Regions from separate parts of the Mus musculus genome. Here region 2 is linked to region 1. A link is a contact called in public HiChIP or PLAC-seq data. All regions are on one chromosome and are shown on one strand. Each heading gives the region's core, a stretch centred on a gene start, on an enhancer-like site or on the middle of the called end of the contact. The rest is flanking DNA. Distances are from core to core; before and after follow the strand shown. Region 1 overlaps Agbl4 (ATP/GTP binding protein-like 4). Region 2 overlaps Agbl4 (ATP/GTP binding protein-like 4).

What was found. HiChIP or PLAC-seq counts read pairs in DNA pulled down with a chosen protein or histone mark.
Region 2: an H3K27ac HiChIP or PLAC-seq map of extraembryonic endoderm stem cells shows a contact between it and region 1. The contact joins two enhancer-like sites. A contact is called at or near these places in 10 of 484 Hi-C or Micro-C datasets (B cells, cerebellar granule neurons, cortical neurons and 6 more) and 1 of 115 datasets of contacts at active chromatin or transcription factors (extraembryonic endoderm stem cells).

The regions. Positions count from the first base shown.
Region 1 is chr4:111,327,448-111,333,831 of GRCm38.p6, forward strand. Agbl4 (ATP/GTP binding protein-like 4) reads left to right here. Exons shown (of 13, transcript NM_030231.3): 6 at 3,793-3,832. Among named protein-coding and RNA genes, the nearest start is that of Bend5, 84 kb to the right of the region's middle. Within about 2 kb of position 3,429, at least 7 of the 459 cell types and tissues checked have an H3K27ac peak or open chromatin away from gene starts, as enhancers often do. A contact at or near this core is called in extraembryonic endoderm stem cells, where this site is marked.
Region 2 is chr4:111,474,160-111,480,543 of GRCm38.p6, forward strand. All of the region lies in intron 6 of Agbl4 (ATP/GTP binding protein-like 4), which reads left to right. Among named protein-coding and RNA genes, the nearest start is that of Bend5, 62 kb to the left of the region's middle. Within about 2 kb of position 3,607, at least 13 of the 459 cell types and tissues checked have an H3K27ac peak or open chromatin away from gene starts, as enhancers often do. A contact at or near this core is called in extraembryonic endoderm stem cells, where this site is marked.

The DNA.
Region 1 (6,384 bases), core at 2,179-4,678:
ACAGCCTCACAATCACCCCATCCAGATGAAGAAGGCCAAATTCTCTGAGGCTCAGTTCCAACATTCCTGGGGCTTATAAAGAAAGGGATTTGAGGGGAAGTATGAAGGCAGTTGACAAAAACAAAAACAAAAACAAAATTGTTTGTAACTAATATGTCTTTTGGAAGAGTGATATCCAACCCTCAGGAGCTCATCTGGTGACCTACTGAGTGAGGTTCTGTCAAAGAGGGTAATGAGTGACCAGAAGATCTCTGTTGGGTTTCTTCTATTAGTCAGGTGCTAGGCAAGCCCCTTGAGAGAGAAGTCAAGAAGCCGTGGGAACGTATTGTAATGTTGCTCCTGTGGGGCCTCAGGTAAAATCCAGCATAGACTTGTCAGGTCAAGAAAGGCCTGACAGAAGAAGAGGCATTCAAGAGGCAAGCCAAGTAACAAGTAGAAAGGAAGTCAGGTGCCCCTCGTTTACAAATGCAATAGTTTCCCATCGGCAGTTTCCAGTGATCATTACTCTAGTTACTCTAGTAATGACGTTTCTCACTTTCGTTTATTATTTTTTACTTTTGAAAAATTCTAACCTAATTACTTGACTATTCCATTTCTTTGCTGAAAGCTGTTAGGCAGTCATTCTGAAACATATGCTTTTGTTTTCATTTGCATTTAGACCATGGATTTTGCAATCCTGTCTGAAGTGCTATTTAGAACATAAACAGATGACACTTACCAGATTATGCCACTAGGTGGTGCACACATAGTCAATTGTAGGATAATAGGGTTTATCTGCAGATGACACTTCATCATCACAGAGGCGATACAGACAATAGAAGCTACGGGTCGGGTCGGGTCGGAAAGAGGTGGAGATGGGAAGCACTATCAGAAAAGATAGACTTTGTTGCTAGCTGGAGAATGGCAGAGCAAAACTATAAAAATGAGAAGCCTCAAAGGCATGGCAGAGGAAAAGCCATGGGGAAGAAGGAACTGCTTACTCTCCATAATGATGAGTTCCTACTTAACAGGGTCATTGCAGAGGGCATAACAGAATAGTTGAATCAGTTAAACTAAATGACATCAGTCCTTCCCAGGTTTTGTTCTGGGCGCTGGAGGCATAGAGATGAAATGGCAGAGCCCTGTCATCAGTGACGTGATATATAGACACAGAAAAAGACAAAACAGAATGATACGAGAGATCAGTTTTGCAAGGTGCAATGGAAGAACAAAGCAGAAAATATTTATTCTGCCAAAGAAAGGAGAGGAGTGCGTTAGGTTTGGGGATTAGTGTACAGGAGCTCCATGGAGAACATGAGAAGTTCTAACCGCACTGGCAGAGAGAACAGCATAAACACAGGCGTAGGGGATGTAGGGGTTGCAAGGATGCTGTGGATTTGGCGATTAGTTCACTGAGCTCAGCAAGTGCTCACTGAGAGTGCCTCTGCAGTGTGGAGAGAGAGACCTAAAGATGAATAGTAGTTCTGAGCCTATAAAATGTTTCCCATCTATCGAGGAAGATTCACACGGGCAGGGGGAAGTTGCAATGTGACAGTGCAGTTTAAAACGTGGTTCCTTTGAATTCTGACTCTGTCCTTGAGCCCAGGTTCTGGAGCCCAGGGATTCTGAGAGTATTCGACACCAGAAAAGGGAACCCACAAGTACAGCACCTGGTTGCATTCTACTTGAAGCCTCTCTTGATCTTTTTTAGGATTCTGAAGTTTGTAACCAGAAACAGTCAGTTATACAAAACTAGACACAAGAGCCAGGACACATACCCAGGTGTGTCTGCCTCTTGCCAGGTTTTCCTTCTCATTCTTCTCCAGTTAATCCCAAGCACAGAGATACCATTTAGTAATAGAGCTTACAAAGGAATTAAAACTTTTTGGATAAATAGGCTTCTTTTTTTCTTCACTACTTGTGTCTATCATGAAACTTACAGAAGAAAAAGGACTACTATATCCTTCTCTCCTGCATGAGCAGAGTTCCAGGCCATGCAGGTTGACTTGGGCAAGGGCAGTTTGAGCCAACTTTCCCTCTTCTAGATTCCACATTCAGGGAAAGAGGCCATCTGGCTCCAGCACTCCCCCTTCCTGGCATGTGTGAGTCTGTATTTTATTTCAGTGTGAGAACTCATGCTTGCTACATAGATCAGTGACATCTTGGAGTTGCGTTGTTTGCTTGAAGTCAACTGGAATGAGTTATGAGCTGGCAGGAAAGCAGGGATGTGTTACTGAGAAAGCCTCAAAGAGACACAAACTTGCTTGTAGACCCCTGAGAAGTCAGAATCAACCAGTAGAGAATGCTTCAAGCGGTTTTTGTTATAGCATATCAAAGTTGAATGGCTAAAGAGAGCACCCTGGGGACAAGGAAGTTTGAGAAGAGATGCTCATGGGGAAAAAAAAAAAAGACAGGAATTGAGAACATTTAGCCTGGAGAAACAGACACAGCTGTTACGACGGGCTGAGGCAACAAGAAGTTATGCTGCCATTACAGGGCTTTACTTTGTTCAAAGGAGAGCTGAATTAACAATAAGTAGGGAGATCCTATCAAGGAAAAAGGTGGAACAGAGATAGTTCACACAGCTGGAGATGGGAAGAGGACATTGAAGGGGGATTATATGAAGGATAGGCCAAACACAATGACTCCTGAGCTCTAAGTATTAGTGATCCTATGCAAATGAGAGTGGCAGCCTGTGTGACTAAGGGTCAGATGTCCTGTAATAAAAGTTCCCCCACCAATACTAAATAGAGTATCTTACTGATAACATACCATGAGCTATGAGTGCCATAATTTAGACTCTAAAGGCAGGATTGGGACTGGCATATTCCTGCCAGTCAGTGGAGTTGTAGTTTTGAGAACTACTTTCCCGTCTTTGAATGTAATCAATCTTCCTCTGGGCAATACTCACCCAGTAGGATCGCCGTCGGTCCGAAATGTTACATGAGAGCACCCAGTAGGATCGCCATCAGGCCGAAATGTTACATGAGAGCACCCAGTAGGATCGCCATCAGGCCGAAATGTTACATGAGAGCTCCTAGTGCTGGCTGTGCCTGGACTTTAGTCTACACTAGTCAAAAGGCCATTGTTGACTTCCCTTCTGCTTAAGCGAACTTCAGGAAGCCATTCTTGGAAAGTGTCGAGATAAAAAGAGGGTGGAGTGCAATCTGACAAGCTGTCACTGGGGGAAACACCAGGGAAGAGAAGCCCCTGAAACATGAAGCCTAAATCCACAGCTCTCAGCTCTCGGAACAGAGTTTGTGTGACCATTTACAGAAGATGACACACTCTGTCTTCAGCATTTCTCTTAGAAAAGAGAAAGAGGGCAACAGGAAGACAGGGGCCTCTCTGGGAGACTAGAATGGGGCATTTTTTCTGTGTCCATAGGTAAGCCACATTCTTCCCAGGCCTTTCTGTTCATGATTACAGTATAGGCCTATTTAGATGTGCTCCATTGCCCTCTCAGAAAGGCTATCAAAGCCAGGCAGTGGTGGCATGCGCCTTTAATCGGAGCACTTGAGAAGCAGAGGCAGGCGGATTTCTGAGTTCAAGGCCAGCCTGGTCTATAGAATGAGTTCCAGGACAACCAGGGCTACACAGAGAAACTCTGTCTCGAAAAACCAAAATAAATAAATATTTTTTAAAAGAGGCTATCAATTTTACCTAGTCTGTATGGTGGAAGAACCCTCAGAACAACCATGTACACGGACATCATCTTGCATTTCTCCCCTGCCCTGCTATTCTCCACTGCCCTGCTAGGCATATGTTTGGCTGTGCAAATCATGGCCCTCACTGTTATGTTTTCTATTGCAGCAACAGCGGCAGCTTGACCTCCTGACGATAACCAGCCCGGGTGAGTAGGTGCTGAGCACCATTTTGCTTGGAGTTTCTCAGAGTCATGCCTTGCAGCCTCTCCAGACACAAGCCCTGCCCTCCTCTGACTCTCAGAATGAAGTCAGTTGATTCTTGCAAGGTTAATGACCTTCTTCCTCCTCTCTGTGCCTGAGGCACTTTCCTGTCTCCCACCCCCAACCCCCACCCGGCTCTGTGTTGCCTCCTGAAGGGTGACATTGATGCTGCTCTGGGTGACAACTGGATTCCCTGAGTGGTGAAGTTCTCCCCCCAAATCACTCACTGGACTCACATATTAAGAAACTGTTCTTGTCTCCTGGGAAATAAGTTTTAAAATTACAGGGAATGGAGAAACAGCCTATATGGTGCTGTAGAATGAAGGGAGGATGGCTCATGAGCAGGGGCCAATCTGTTAGGTGATGGGGTTTGCTCACTGGCTGGTCTGAGAATCAAGGTGGCTTTTGGTTTTCTCCATTAACATGGACTCAAGTCTCAAAAACAAACAAACAAACAAACAAACAAACAAACAAACAAAACAAACAAAAACCCAGAAGGTCTTTTCATTCCCTGAGGTTTGACCTCTAGCACAGTGAGAAGTTGAGAAGTTTAGTGATGTCAGAGAAGTATTTTACTCTGGTTTGAAAAGTCAAGGGTAAATTGAACTACAGAAACAATTTTCTTTTATTGATGCCAAGAGATTTCATTGGTGTTTGTGAGTGTGTATGACGGTTCATCTTCACCGGTGGGTGATATTCAAAATATTTAAGAGCCCCAGTGACCAGCTCCTGTGCCAAACATTAACACTTTGGTCACTGGGCTGTGAAAGAACTAGGTTCCAGGGAAGAGGAGCTAGTGTGACAGAGTGCTCATATGCAAGATGGTGGCTCAGGAAATCACTCTCAATAAATGTGAAGACATTCAATATCTTGGTAGCCAATATGGACAAACTATGTTGGCCTTGCCTTCCATCAGGCCTGCTATGCTTGTAACCAGTTAGCAAAAAGCCTGAGGGCTTGCACTCCGCAGGCAGAACCCTAGCACACAGGCTAGGAACCTGGTATGTACATAGGACACTGAGCCCAAATGTAATAAGGTGCCTTTACCCATTTCGGGTGACAGATTTCCATGTGACACAGCTCTTTGACTTGGGGCGACAGAAGAATGAATGTAGAGACCATTGTTGTTATTCCTGTGACTGCATCTCCTGTAGCCCAGACTGACGTTCAACTTTCTATGTTGCTGGGGAGGACTTTGAACTGTTGATCCTTATGATTCCACTTCCCAAATGCTGGTAATACGTATTAGAGTATGCCACCATGCCTGGGTAGGAGTGATTGGAAACTGTTTAATATATCGTATAGAATAAGCTACATCTAGACTTGTATGAGTAACACTTCTATATGTTTAACAATTCCATAACTGGGCCAATAGAGCATCCTTGAGTGACCTGCTATTTCTTCTTCAAGTTAGGGCTCAGGGATTGTCTCTGTCCCATCCTATGTAGTGACACTCCTGTTGTCAAGAGTTTTTCTCAAGTATGAGTGCATTACCCGGATCAACTGTCCACATCCCGTCACATCTGGTCTCTTCTTGGTGTGATGCCTACATATACACTGGAGAGGGTTCTAGATATGTCTTTGGCTGTTTTAGAATGACACTTTTAGACTAGTAAACTGCATTTCTTTTGTGCTAGCTTTGACTGCTCCTAATCGCTACTACACAGATTTAAACAGAGCACTTGTGCATTCCAGTATGCTCCTTTTAGACAGCTGTGGGATTGCAAGTGTCTCCGTACTGCCAGAGTTTGAGTGGTTTATAATTATCCCTCCTCCTAGATGAAAACAGAATATCTTCTAGGTCAGCACTTCCCAAAAGATATATGTGGCACACTGTTACACTAAAGTTGGCTCTGCTTCTGTTGTGAAACACGGATCTATGGACCCCTCACAGGCATGGGGAGAGCTGCAGCAGCCGCAGATCCCCAGGGTGCAGCCTGGACTCCAATGGGCCAAGCAGGTATTACCCATGTGGGCTTTTCTTGGAAATGTTAGTAAGCACCTTTCTATAAGCTTCGTGGCTTATAAAGACTCTATTCCATGTCAAAAACACATTCTCTGTCTCTGCCTATCAAATTCACTCCAACTCTCCACATTACCAGAAGCCTCAACCATAGCACTGGGCTTGCTGCCTCCCTGAAGCTGCCAGTCGGCTCGCACTTGTCGGCATCAAACCATCCAAAGAACAGATCAACAGTCTGGTGTGCTGCAACTCCATCAGAAGCCCTCTGAAATATAGATTTGGAATTTAACAATCTACACTATTTTTTTTCAAACTTGTATTTCTGTGCTGTGAATAATTCCCAATATACAGAAACAAATAGAGATCTAATCATATCAGCATTATGCCGTTTATGCCAGAGTTCCTATTTTTAAAAGGAGATGTAATTGAAACTTTTTAGTATTTTTCCTTGATTTTCTCTCCTTCACTGTATAATTAACCACTGTTATATATTCAATATTTTTCAATATCTGTGCATTGAACAATATGTTGCCA
Region 2 (6,384 bases), core at 2,357-4,856, 150 kb after region 1:
ACTGATGCTGGCTTGGCAGAGTCAGGAGACAGGGATATTGCTAGCCAGGGAGCATGCTAGGGACCTGTCTCTGGGACACTGTAGAGGGCTGTGCAGCAGGGTTGTGCTCCAGGACACTTTACCTGAACATGAATTCCATTGTTTGAAACCATCTATCCAGATGCAGGTCTCATGTTTACATAATCAGGAATCGAGCTGACAGGTGCTCTTTAAAATACGCAAGTAATAGCCTAAGGAGCAAGAGGTCCCAGCATCTACTATCATACTGTTGACACCAGGATGTCTGGCTCTCACCTCCATCCCTTTAAAGAGAGTCCTGTGATAATGGAAAAGGCACCAGCGTTTGTTCTGAGTAAATAGGCCAGGCTCCCATACCATCAGGAATGGGAACTCAATGCCCCTCCCACCTGCTGCTCAGCTGTGATCCAGTCACCGCAATGACATCTGTCCTAACATGCTGGGTTAAACAGCCAGTTGTGCAGGGACCTGAGCAAGCTCGGTGCACTGAAGAGGCTGCTCAGATCCTAGGAAATACTGCCGCCCAGGCAGGCCCTATGTAAGGATGGGCACAGGGTCTTACAGCTCACATTTCCGCAAGCCCTTGACATGGTTGAGGCTCCTGATGCTAGGGAGCCCTCCAGTGTTGTCCTCATCTAGCTCATATGCAGACTACCAGAGCTTGGTCTCTAGAAAAACCTTGTTCTTCTCATCCTGGGCCCCTTAGGCTCCAGTCTCTCCTAAGCAGAGCTGGGGGCTGATCAGCTGACACTAGGACCCAGCCAACCCTCACTCTCTCCAACCTTTCCATGATGAATGAATCCCCTGAAGCCCCAGCTGCTGTCCAGAACATTCGAACGTTCTTCCACAGTCCTCCTGTTTGCAGCATGGCTGTCTCTGAGAGTTGCTTGCCCTCCTTCAGTACCCTTACATGAGTATTCTTCCTGTGGGAAACACCTTGTCTGGAAATGCTGAGTCCCAGGCTGACCCAAGTGTGTCTTTTCTGGGACTTTGTGGATCTATCACTGCTCACTTTAGTGAATTCCATTTATGCTTTGGTGTTGTTGTTTGTTTGTCTTCTTGTTTTCTTGGAGACAGGGTCTTAACCATATAGTCCTGGCTGGCCTGGAACTAACAGAGCTCTGCCTGTCTCTGCCTCCTGAGCGCTGGGATAAAAGTCATGTGCCATCGCGCTGAGGTTTCTGTTTGGTTTTGCAGCTGTCCTGCCTACCAGACCAAGACAAGAACTTCTGAAGGACAGTCTACCTTGCTCAGTATGGTCCTTGACCCAGCACAAACCTGGAAAAAGGGCATCAGTGAGAATCAGTCCTGAGCTGCTGCGGTTTCCCAGTCACAGGGTACCCCGCACATCAAGCACTGGCAGCAGGCTCAGATGGGGCCAGGGAGATGGGGTAGGACAGGGCCTCCAGGGTGCTGCCACACCCCCTGGGGCTACTGTCTTGGTGCCTTTCTTGTGTGCTCCTGTTTTTAACCCCATTCATGGGGGCCACAGCCACGTAATTGGATTGAGCCGACACTGACAAGGTCAATTTGACAATTTCATTAATCTTTTATTAAACACGAGCCCTGAGCTCCAGCCAAGCTTGTCTGTGAGCTGTCCCCAGAACGTGCCTGGCATATTCCTGTCTCGTATGCTTCCGCCCGGCCAGACATGACTGTCCTGGTAATGCCAGCTGTGACAGAGTGCTTCCCGGGTGCTGGATCTGATGCAGAGGAAAGCTTTCAGTCTCTTGGGCCACCTGGTATGTGATTAGTGTGCCACATGATTATCAAGATGATGGTGGTGGTGGAGGTGACAATGATGAGGTCACAGTAACCCTGACAATTAGAAATCAAACCTTTTCCTTTGTTTGCTGAGAATGAGATTGAGCCTTGGAGAAAGGACTTTAAGGGTTCTTTCCTGGGGAGAATGAAGAGCAGGTAACAGTGGAACTAGCAAGCTAGAATGGACCAGAGTTTCAGAGGGAACAATGGAGATGTGTATGATAAGCAATGTGTCCGTCACATGATACACATACAACTGAAGTGTTAGAAGTGAAGGGACAGAGGAGGGAAGGGAAAAGACAGGGATCTGGAAAACTGATGTATATGATGCCTCTGTAAGAGCCTTGAGGAAGATAGTGGATGCCTTTGTGTGTGAGAGGAGGATCTTAGACATGAGCTCTCAGGATTCAGCGAGAAGAAGGAGAGACAGGAGAGCACTAAGAGGAGTCCAGGGTGACTGTGATGGAGAGAGAGAGGATGATGAGACTGGAAGACCAGGTGGAACCAGGGCTCAGGAGCCTTGGGAACACAGGAGGGTTTTCAGCAAGGATCTAGAAGCATCATTTGAAAGCACTTCTGGGTATGTTGTGGAGGACTGATTGGAGAGTGCTCGGCTTTTTCAGGCATTCTGGCAACAGGAAGTAAGGACTTTCTGAGAAACTGTGGGAGGGGGGGTGAGGGGTTAGAGCAGGGAGGAGAGGGACACAGGGCCCATGTGATTTCAGGCAAAGGAAAGGCTGTCTTTGGAGCTGGGCAGAGGGGAGGGAACAAGTTCCATACCAGGCCCAGACAATATAGTGAGTGAGTACCAGAGCTTCCTCAACCCGCACCCAGAGGAAGAGGCTGTTAGGATCAGCCCATTCATGGGCTGTGTGCAGATCTTAATTAGCGGGGGCAGGTAGTTTGTCAGATGAGACCCTTGCTGATACAGCCATGCCCAGTGCTTACCTCCAGAGCTGTAAGGAGACAGGCTGCCCTTAACACTATAGGTTAATGGCTCCCCTGGCAAGGAAAAGAGCCCAGGGACCCACTGACTCACAACATGGGAATTTACAGGCTCACCCTCAAGGACCTAAGAAGCCATTAATGCCCTTGGCCAGATTTCTGCAATGTCACTCAAGGCCTGAGCTACTCAGAAGACCTCAGCTCCCCTACTTTGCTGATACCTGCTTTCTGCTAAACTTGTTCTTCCCCAGGAGTAGACTACAGACATTGGCCATGGGCTAGGCACAAGTCAGACCCTGAACTACGGAGATGGGTTGCCAATGGTGGAACCCTGAGGACCGTCAGGTAGAGGTGAGCTGTGACGGCAGCCAGTGATACTCAGTGCTAGGAATAGAGCATGTCCCAAGGAGGAGAGATGGGTATTAGAATATGCACAGCGGCTCTATGGGCAGGCCAGAAGTGGTGAGCTTTGGACTTCTCTTGATGATCAGCTTTGTGTCATTACTGCCTTATTGTTGTTGTTATCTGGTTATATAAAAGTTGTCATGAGAATTGATAGAAACTGCCTTCTTCGTGTTTGAAACTACCTGGGGCAGAATCTAGGAAAGGGTTCTCCAGACTCCTTGCCTCCATATTGAAAGAGGGGAGCTGTGAAAAGTGAGTGGATGGAGTCATAGGAGTTCAATGCTTAAACCCAATCTGATTAGTCTCTCTGCTTCTGTAAAACAAACAAAAAACAGGCTCGCTGCTGCTGCCTCCATGCACAGACACACTGCAGCCTCTGCTATTGGCTGGCTTGTCTCTGTGTACCTGCCAGCCTCCTCCCTCATACCCACCCTCCCCGCTGTAACATGCCAACTGCTCCTGCACTTCCCAGGGTAGCCACAGGTAGTCCCCACCCTCAGACTTTGTTGGTATGGCTTTCTCTGCTTGGAGGGTCCATTTCATACAAGGGCCCCTTTGGTGGCATTGTCGGCTATGCTAGCAAGTCTTCTCTGGGAGAATTTAGGGTTCGGAGCCAGGCATAGGGCTGCTGAGTCTCAGGGAATTCTTCAGTGCCCTCCCCTTGACATGAAGCAGTCAACTGCCCCTACTGCATCCAGGGAGGCAGGCTTCTTTTCTTCAGTTCCCCTGATGCTTATAGGGCTCCTGTGGAGGAGATAAAGGGGCAGCCTCCCAGCCAGCTGACTTTGGGGACCTGAACTCTGGATTCCCTACTGAGGTTCTGTGCCACATTGGAGAGTTAGTTAATCTCAGTGCTTCTGGTTCTTCCTAGCTATATCAGGCGTCCTGATAGGAACTGCTTTGTTGCAGGAGCTAATCTGGTTGTCATTCAAAGGTCTTAGAAGAATGCCTGGCAGGGAGCAAGTGCTCACTAAGGGGCTAATCATTACCATTGCTTTTTAATTTGAAAATGACAAAGTGAAAGGTAAAAATACACAGGAGATAAAAAGAAAAAGCATCTTTCTCAATTGCCTTACAGGGGCTTCCCTGTGTTCTGTTCATCCCACTGATGTGTTGAACATCTATTGTGTACACACACTCATGAAGGCACACATACACAATCCTGCGAGCCTCTTCTGGGCTTGCTTTTCTTACTTATTAGCATACGCAAATGTCTTTGAAGCCCCACAGGAACTTTATCTGGCTTTGTAGTCACATGGCCTGCTACAGAATAGGCATTGTATGAAATCCTGTAGAAGTGGTGGGTGGGGGGTGGGGGGCAGGGGAGAAGCAGAAGTCAAACTGGCTTAGGGTAGCAGCTAGAGGTAAGTCCAAAGAGTCAACTACAGCCTAGCAGTTGTCACTGCTGAGAGGAAGGGCAACCATATACGAATGACCTCCTTGCTGCAGATGAGATATCTTCATTTAAGGTTTCTGGGCTAGAAATGTCATTTCCAAATGTGTCCATTAGTAGATTTGAAGATGAGGTCTTTGGGAGGTATGGGGTATTGGGAGGGGTCATGGGGCCTCATCATGTCACAGTGGCTTCCACAAGGCAGAGAGCCCTGAGCCAGTGATGAGTTCATACGTGTAATGAAGCAGTTCTGTCTCCACATAGGATGCTGTGTGTCGTGTTTTGGGGAAGCAGGAAGACCCTCACCACCACCTGGTGCTGTGCTCTTAGACTTTCCAGCCTCTGAATGTCATTTTTTTTAATGCGTTGCTTGTCTGAGGTGTTTGGTTCTATGAACACAAAGCACACCGAGACACCTTTCATTTTAGTGACAATACTTGAAGCCAGAGAGGGGCCCAGGCTCCCTGAAATCACTGAGCAGTCAGTGAGGGGAGAGCTGAACACAGCCAGGCTTTGGCTTTGGTACATGGGTAAAATGTGTTACCCTTCCCTTCTTCCCTCCCACAGTCCTCCTGCCTTGAGGTGTAACTCCTGGGTGGGGACAGCCTTTTGCCCTTGTTACCTTGTTCTGCACTTTCCAAAGCCTGAGTTTGTTGTAGAGCCTGGAGCAGCTGCTTCCAGATGGGTAGGAGGCAGAAGGGAGCAGGACATGACCAATGAGGAAGGTTACTAGAACAAGAGGGACTCTTTTTCCTTTGTTGCTCCTAGTGGATTTTGCCTCTTGGATTCCACCGTATTTTGCTTTGGTTTGGAAGCTTTGCTCCTTCATTCCCTCAACATGCATGCAGACATACACCGAAGCATATACAATCTACTCAACATGCATGCACACATACACCGAAGCATATACAATCTACTGCAAAAAGGGAAGTAAGCACGACACTGGCCAAGTGGATTATGCTGGGTCTCATTGTGGCAGACTAAAGCATTTTCTCTATTAGAAAACAATCCTTTCTAAACCCTCCCCACGAGTCTTCTGCCATCGTCACTGCACCCTGGGCCATTTGTGTGTACAGTGTCCTCTGCTCTTTTTACCTTGTCTCAGAATCCCAGGGCTCCTCCTGATCCATCCATTCCTCCCACCCATGTAATCGGCTCATCCAAGTACCTCATGCAACCATCCTCCAAGCCTACCTCTAGTGCTCATATAGCCCTGTTCCTGGATGTTAGCGTCCTACCCCAGAGAGATACCTGGGATGGGAGGCTGGTCAGAAGCTTTATAGCATTGGCTAGGTGTGGGTTTCAGGCAGCCAGGGAGCCAGGCAGTTTCTCATCATATGCTAGATTCAGCTATGAAAGAATACAGATGTGTGTGCTTTATCTAGGGGTCTGAGAAAACCACTTTCCAGATCTCAGATTCTACATCTGAAAGGTGCTGATGATGTTGGTTGAGCCGGCATGTTAAACTGGCAAAGATGTAGAAAATAATTAAGTGTTCCACTGGTGTATATTTCCTTCCCTGACCCTTTCCCTAGGCGACAGAGTAACTACAGGGGCCAAAAAAGAGACCCCAAACTCAAAGTGGAACAACAGAGCTGATCCCTGGCCAGGCATGCAAGAGATAAATGGGTAGTCTGGCATGCCCTTCACGTAAACTCCAGCTGTGTATTGAGATGTCAAACTATTGCTGACTCTTCACGCAGTCTCCCAGATCTCAGCAGCAGCTGTGGGAAAACACTTCCCATCCCCAGGTAGACAGATAGTGGACCTTTGAGATGACATGAATAACTGGAAACACACTGAACACCAGGGGCTTCATGGTCACCTTTATCACTTGCACTTTGATCAATAAAGGAATG